Linked DNA regions of Rattus norvegicus: region 1 is linked to region 2. A link is a contact called in public Hi-C data. All regions are on one chromosome and are shown on one strand. Each heading gives the region's core, a stretch centred on a gene start, on an enhancer-like site or on the middle of the called end of the contact. The rest is flanking DNA. Distances are from core to core; before and after follow the strand shown.

Evidence for each region. A called contact is a pair of places that touch in the nucleus more often than the background predicts.
Region 1: a contact with region 2 is called in a Hi-C map of mammary epithelial cells, with 2.3 times the contacts expected there. The contact joins the promoter of Brd7 here to the promoter of Cyld in region 2. A contact is called at or near these places in 2 of 12 Hi-C or Micro-C datasets (frontal cortex and mammary epithelial cells).

Annotation. Positions count from the first base shown.
Region 1 is chr19:34,880,609-34,884,761 of GRCr8, reverse strand. It overlaps Brd7 (bromodomain containing 7), which reads right to left and starts at 2,458. Exons shown (of 17, transcript NM_001401243.1): 1 at 2,200-2,458; 2 at 1,800-2,008. The coding sequence starts at 2,248. It overlaps LOC120098503 (a long non-coding RNA gene), which reads left to right and starts at 1,288. Exons shown (of 5, transcript XR_010060124.1): 1 at 1,288-1,693.
Region 2 is chr19:34,544,816-34,548,691 of GRCr8, reverse strand. Cyld (CYLD lysine 63 deubiquitinase) reads left to right here and starts at 1,574. Exons shown (of 17, transcript NM_001017380.1): 1 at 1,574-1,618.

The sequences.
Region 1 (4,153 bases), core at 1,209-3,708, 340 kb before region 2:
AAGCACGTGACCTGGAAACTTTTAAGATACACGTTCTTGGCTCAGAAGATAAAGTTGAGTTCTTCCTTAAAGAACACAAAAAACTAAGACAAAGAATAAAAAAATTAAGAGGGAAGGAAGTGATCAGAGAGGTACTTTTGCTAAACACCTCAGAGTGCAAACACTGTATCCACTGTTAAAGGAAAATGACAACAGAGAGCCAATCCAAAAGTTCTAAGAAAGCAAATACTGGTCACAGACTGAATCAGGACCCTTACCAGCAGCCAGAAAAGAAGTAAAGTCTGAGTAACTTTCAGTCTTAAAATTCTGAGAGAAGGGGGGAATGGAAAGATGACTCAACAATTCAGAGCATTGTTCTTACAGCTTTGGACAGCTTAGGACTGACTGCTTGTAACTCCAGCTCTAAGGAATCTGACACCCTCTTCTGGGCTCCACAAGTACCTGCATGCACCCCAATCCCATGCACTAAATTTTAAAATTCTGAGAGAAAATAGTTTTCAATTTAATTTTCTATACTGACTCAAACTCTGTTATCTGTATGAGAAGTCTACCCAAGGGCAAAGATTTTTAAATGTGGAGAGCATACCAAAATCTACCTATTCAATTTTTTTCTTAGGCTTCTAAGCCATCCATAATCCCAGCAACAGGAAAAAACAGAATGATAGCTACATACTGAGTTCTGGGCCAGCTGCACACCTGATGTCCGAGAGCCCAAGAGAATAATCAAGGCGAGTCTTGTTGAGCTCACAGGTAAAACAATCTACACGGTCACTTCCAAAGTTCTCAGTTAGAACAAAAGGACTCATGCCTGTGCAGTTTTGTAACTTAGGAAATGAGAACACCAGGCAGCCTGACCACAGCCTGAGACCACTGTCACGGTCAAACAACAAAATCAGGGCAGAAAGGAATACATCTAAAACATTTTCCCCTTCCTGAACAATTTAAGACATTTTAAAGAGACAATCTCTAAGGCTTGGCTACTCACCAATGACTGTACAAAGCAAAGAAAAATTCTAAAACCAAGCTTCAGAAAGGATGACTTTTAAAAAGCACTGATCAATTTAGCAAGCTACTTAAAGGCAGCTAAAATTCTGGAAGCACAGAATTCTAGGACAATTTCAGATATGGATGGCTCCAGTTACTAAGTTAATTCACACTATTCAGCCTACCTGGTAAATCAAGACATTAGATACTTATTCTTTTCTATTTAATGAAAATGATTGTTTATTTTTTACTCTTGGCTTATAATTATTTTAGGCTCTTTTCAAGAGTCTTAAACTTGACTCTTTTTTAGGGAGACAGTTGCATTAAGCAGCAGCAGCAGCAGCAGCAGCAGCAGCAGCAGCAGCAGCAGCAGCACAGGGTGGCCTCAGTCTCCTGCGTGCTGAGATTACAGGCACGTGCCATCGCCACACCTCGTCAGCTCGATTTGGCATTAAAATAGCTTATTTCAGAAGAACATGTGGACACCTGTAGATCGCCTTCACTTCTGAAGAACAGCTACGTTTGCAAAACCCCCCACGCTTTGTGGTGAATAACTTCTCACCCTTCCAGGACAATTATAAAAACAGCCTTTGAGGCAGCCACAGAAGACCAGGACTCAGTTGCTTGCAGGATGTGTGGGGACAGCGAGAGTGCTCGAGAGGATACCTAAGACAAGACTTGCTGAGCTCCCAGGCGATTCAGGCTTCAGGTCTGTCTTACTCCCACAAAGCCAGACTTCCCAGGTCCCTTGGTGTCCCACTGGATAGAGGGATAAGGAGCTGGACACGGGCCATAAGCAATATAGCCACCTTTACCTTGACTCTCCTCCGTTTTCTCCCCTTCTCTTCCCCCGGAGCCTGCTTCTCTCCTTTCTTCCTCTTTTTCCGTTTTCTGTCCTTGTGTTTGTCATGGTCGCTTCTGTCTTCGAAGAGGCTGGAGTCGTGCCCGGAGCTGCCCGTGGAGAGCTCAGTGACTTCGCTCCCTCCCACTTTGAGGACTAGCTTCAGGGGCTTCTCCACGTACTCTGAAACAAGAGCAGGGCGCAGGCTGACTCGGGGCAGACCGAGAGCTGGCGCCCCACCTCCCAGCGCCCCACGAACACCCGCCGGGGCCGGCAGGCCCGAGTCGAACGCCGCCCCGCCGGAGGATCTCCGCGGGTCGGGGCCTGGCGGGCAGGGGCGGCGCGGCTCTGCTGGCAGGCCCGTGGTTCCTCACCCTCGTAGAAGTGTCGGTCCGACTTGTGCTTCTTGTGCTTCTTGCCCATGTCCCACCGGGCCCCAGAGCCCGCCCCCCGCGCCAGGCCCAGGCCGTGCGGCGCCGCTTCCGGTCCGGGCCAGGCGAGCGGAGGGCGGGAGCGGGGCCCGCGAGACCCCGCGCCGCGAGGCAGGGGGACGGCACGCGCCCGGCGGCGCGAGGTCCCTCACGAGAAGACCACGCGCGGGACGCGGCAGAAGCGCGAAAGCAGTGGCGGGAGGGCGAGAGGCCGGCGCACCGGCGGGAGAGAAGGGCCACCAAGCGGTCTGGGTGCAGGCTGCGGCGCGTAGTGGCCCCTGGCGGCCGGAGGCGGCGCTGCAGCCTGTGGTGGAGGGCGGGGCCGTGTCTGGGGGCGGGCTCGGAGGCGGGGCCCGCCTCTCTGACTTTTTTTCTTCCCTGACTCTCTTCCCTCCTTTCTTGAGTCGTTTTAACTTTTCTTCACTTTTGTTTCTTGTCTTTAACAATAGTATTGAACTCCATCTGTACCGGATCTGGCAGAACCAAGAATACTGGTCCTGCCAATCCTAATGATCTTCGTTTGATCTCCAGGTTCCACATGATGGAGAGACTCTAATCCTGAAAGTTGTTGTCCTCTAACGTTTACATCCATTTGCATCCCTTACACAAACAAATAGATACAGAAAGAACAAAAACAAAGGTTTGTTGACGGTAGGGTAAAGCCTGCAAGAAGTTAACTAAATAAAACGCATCAAGTGTGGAGCAGTGCACTTGGAAAGCGAGACCGGAAGTGAAGGTGTGGCATGGATTCAAAGGCTGGAAACACAGCACTGCTTAATTTGATTATTTCAGATGACCAGGACGGTATGGGGATGGATTCCTTTAGTTTTATGTTTTTCTTTGTGGTTTAAAAATACAATTTATATGCTAAAATAACTGGAAAGAAAAGAAAGCTAAGGGTCTAGAAATTAGCTACAACTTGCTGAGAAAAGCTGATGAAGTTGCAACTATTGGCTCCCCAGGGAGGCCCAGGCTGCCTGCTGCTTTGTCTGCTTCTAACTTGTTCGTGGGTTGGTCAGTGCCCTTCCTGTTCTCTTATCTCTGGGTGCCCAGCCCTTCTGGGCAGTGGCTCACTGACAATTTTGTCCACTGGCACAGATAAGCCACGTTTAAGATCTGCTTGTGCTGGGTGTGGGTGTGGTGGTGCACGCGTGGGCGTGTGTGCTGGCGCATCCCAGCAACTCTAAGGCAGGAGGACTGAATCCCAGACTAGCCAGGGCTACATAGTGACATGCTATCTAAAAATAGTGCTCAATGTCACATGTCCAGAGGTGTCTGGGAAACACAGGAAACAAAGCCCTGTCAGTGTGTGTGTGTGTGGTGTGTGTGTGTGTTTGTGTGTGTGTGTGTGTGTGTGTGTGTGTGGTGTGTGTGTGTGTTTGTGTGTGTGTGGTGTGTGTGTGTGTGTGGTATGTGTGGTGTGTGTGTGTGTGTGTGTGTGTGTGTGTGTGTGTGTGACGATTTTACAAAATAGAAAAAGCAGGTAATATTTATATTTCCATTTTATAATGGAGGAAATGGATGCCCACAGAAGGAAGTAAGGTAGGGGTCAGATGTAGAATCAGTATTCAATCCAGGCCTGAACTGGAGTCTCAATCCTTTTCATTAGTTACTACACACAGTACAAAGGGTTCTATATGCCCTTTATAGTGCCCTATATGTTTTGTAAAATAAACTTACGATTTCTTTTTGTCCCGAAGAAAGAATCTGATAGCGATCATTTCTACTGTACTCAGAAGTGGACTTGGGAGTGGAGAGAAGACGCAGGAGTTAGAGCACTTGCTGTTTTTCCAGAAGGCCCGAGTTCAGTTCCCAGTACATACACACATCCACCAGCTCACAGAACCTGTAACTCCAGTTTCAGGGCGATGTCTCCTGCTTTGTCCTGACTCCTTGG
Region 2 (3,876 bases), core at 325-2,824:
AGTGTTCAGGCTGAGATGTTCTCCTACACAGCCAGGTTGGATCTCCGAATCCTGTCCGTATCATGGGAGGATTCAGGTCCTCAGGGGAATGTTGTCTAAGGTCACCGCGTGTCACTAATGATCTATATCATGTTGCTTGAGCTCTGGAGGCCGGCAACAGGATATGTGTATACCAACGAAAGACAGGAGAGAGTTGAGGCTTCAGTTTTCAAAAGATGCCAATTTCATCGGGGAGAGGAGTGGTGAGCTTTAACTGTTAGTAAGCACCCATCTGCTGCTTCTATGTTCTTATTGGTTTCCGTTCTTTGGATTTTCAGAAACACGGCAGTCTCCACTGGGGAAATTTGTGTCATGATTAAACACACACACACACACACACACACACACACACACACACACACACCTCACTTTCTCAGTATTAATTACCTTTCTCATAATTAGTAGTTAAAATGTCAAAAGAGAAGGAATTAATTAAGAGGACTATCCAGTGAAGCGAGGCATGTGCTGCCAGGCTGCCAGGCTCTGGGGCTGATTATAAAAAAAAGAGTTTCATTAAATATTTTGAGCACTTTTGGGAGTCAGAATCCTTCCTTCTAATTGAAAGATCCTTCACTATATCCTCAATTCCGGCTGGTGGCCAGGGACGCAGTCCTGGGTAAGGTAGAGGGTCGAAAGCCTTTCTTTATCCTTAGGAGACTCTCTCCAACCTGAGAGAGGTGGCCACAGAAGTTCAAAAAACAGCAGGTTTCCCAGACCCCATGTTAGGGCAGAAAGAGCTTCAGTTTGTCCAGAAAGCCTACTGTTAAAAAAAAAAAAATACAAAAAAAAAAAAAAAAAAAGGGGGTTGGGGACTTAGCTCAGTGGTAGAGCACTTGCCTAGGAAGCGCAAGGCCCTGGGTTCGGTCCCCAGCTCCGAAAAAAAGAGCCAAAAAAAAAAAAAAAAAACAGAAAGCCTACTGTTAGGAGATACTTATGAAGCATTTCACAATAATCCGGTAAGACAGGTGGTACTAACACCTCCATTCTACAGATGAGGAAATTGAGGCTCAGCACGGTTGGGAGCTCTCCATGTTACATGTTGAGAAACTGAGAAAGAAAACATTGACTCTAGGTGTGATTCTAAGCTTTGCTCTTTCATGGAATCCTGAAAACTATTCTCAGTTCTCCTCTGGATCTCTTCCCACCTTAGTTTTGACAACTAAGCCAAGAGCCAAGACCTGCGCAAGGAGGGTGGAGCTGGGAGCACAGCGCCCCGCCCAGATGTGGTTCCAGCCAATGGTGACGTGGCACCGGCAGCCTTTTGCCCAATCAGCCATCGCTCCTCGCCCCCACTATTTCTCCTCTGCTCCGCCCTTTCGCTTTTCCTTTGGCTCCACCGAGCTTGACCAAGCGGAAAGTCCCTTCTGCTAGCACCGTGCCGGCAGCCATTGGAAGAAGGTCTGTTACAGGAATAACCAATCAGATCGCGCGCAGGGACGGTTCTCTGGATGTGATTGGCTAGCGTGGCTTCTATCCTCCCCGCCCCCGCTCCTCCCTCCCCGCGGGCGGTTCGGAGGCGGGGCAGGTGGGGGCGGGCCCAGGTAGCAGGTTCGGCTGCGCGGGGGCCCGCGCGCCTGAGGTAAATACTGGGGTGGTGGGTGTGGGGTGCCGGGCCGGCCCGGGACGCCGGTTCTGAAGCCTGGGCTGCGGCGCTGGGCGGCGGCCGAGGCGGGTGAGTGTGCGCGGCCGCGCGGCTGAAGCTAGGTCTCTAGTGTTCCTGCCCTGCCTCGGGCGCCTTGAGCGGCGGAGGCGACCGTCGGGCCTCAGCGCCCGCCCGTTAGCTGCCCCGGGCCGACGAGCTTCTGACGTCAACCGCGGCTGCCCACCTCCAGCCTCCCGGAGGGCTCCCGAGTCGCGGGACTCCTGCACCGTAGGGCTTGGGTAGGAGCAGCACAGGACTCAGTCTCTCTCTCTGGCCCGCCGTCATTGACAGATGGGGAAACTGAGGCCGGATCCTACCTGGCTTCCAAAGGCTGCAGGAGGCAGGGGAGTCTCTGGTTATGGTACCTCACGCCTGTGCTGTTTTGTGGGGTGTTGATGGCTTCGCTCCCGGAAGAGCAGCCTGTCCTCGCTAATGGCGTGTTTTGCTTTTTCTTTCAGTTTCTCTGGTCTAGGGGGGAGGATGGTTTTGCACAGTTGTGTAGTTGGAAGGTGCAACTGACCGGTTGAGACAGGTACCTTTCTTTCCTTTTATTATTATGGTCAGCCTTGTAGGAGGACGCCAAGTCCTGAATGATCACGGTCTTGAACTGAGTTCATTTGGGTCAGGTGCCAGGTTATTCATGTCCTTGGCATCTTTTTCTGTTCCACCCCTTGGCATTTGCATGTTTTAGGGGTTTGTCATCCTCTAGCCACCAAGCCTTGACATCTCCCAACCCCCCACCATCCCCTCCACCTTCCTCTCTCTAATTTTCCCTGGAAAGTTGTCTCCTTAGAGGAGCATTCATTCATACCTTGCTTTGTGTGTCTGTGCTGGGGCTAATCAGCGATTCCTAATAAGATTGCTCATTTTTGTAATCATTGACTCCAGAGAAGAATGTAGGCATCAAGAGGGCGTGCATTCTAGCATCCATCTCCTGCACACCCCCTCATACCTCAAGTAGGTTGAATGGCCCCCAAGAATTTAGCCTGCTGCTCCCCGCTGGGTAGTGGGTGGATTTGCACTAGAACAGTATGAAGGAAAAATGATTTGCTGGAAATTCTTAGTGAAGTTCATGTAATTTGAATGTTGACAGCACTCAGAACATTCTCTAATGTTCTGCTGAAAAAATTTAAGGTATTCTTTCAAAGAGAGCCTTGTTTGGACTGGTAACTTGTGAGATGAGCTGATAAGACCAGGGACTTGTTATGTAAAAATGACATATTAAACAGAAGATACCTAAATGTGGTTAAGTGATTTAAGGAAGTCTTTAGTACTTGAAGAAAGAGGGCAGTAATTACCCTGCTCCTCAAACTAGACTTAGTGTTTTGCTCCCAGCTTGTATACTGTGATCTTAAAATTTTTAGTTTCAAATGAAGTTCCAAGCAACCTGGTTTCATAATCGTGACATTTTTCCTTACTTATATGTGTAGCAGCATGGTATCAAATTGATTGTCATTTTTCTTCCCCAAAGAATTAATGATATTTTAGGCAAAAGTCATGTTTCTCTGTTTCTTGGATCTTATTCTTTTTTTTTTTTTTTTTTTTGGTTCTTTTTTTCGGAGCTGGGGACCGAACCGAGGGCCTTGCGCTTCCTAGGCAAGCGCTCTACCACTGAGCTAAATCCCCAACCCCTCTTGGATCTTATTCTTAACATAGTCACTTAAATAGGACAAGGAAATAGCATTTTGGCTTCTGCTATGACCACCTAAGCTAATCAAAGTTTGCTGGTCTAGACCCTGGAAAGACAAGGAGTGGGGAAGTTGGGGTTTTGGAGTCCAGTGGCTACGTTTAACTCACAAGAGACAGCATAGTTCCCAGCCTCCTGATGTGACTGCAGATACAAGCACCAGACTTTTTGTTTTATTTTTTAATTTTTAATTTTTTTTTTATAAACCTTGTAAGTCCCACTTGATTTTGTGACTGTATCCTTGTGTCACAAGTTATTCTGGTCTTGAAATCTCTATTTCTATTTACCATTTAGGCATGACTTGATTGTTTTAGTAAGAGTCGTTTTTTCTTAACTTAGTCACTCTAGCTGACTGGAAGCATTTGGGAAAGCTGTGGCGCTTTTCTTGCATACCCATGCCAGGATGCTTGCTTCTTTGCCATTTGCTCTTTGAGCGCTAGTGAGTATTGTAGTGTCTATTCTGGTTTAGAAAGCTTCCTGTGGTGTTTTAGGACAAGGAGGTACCTCA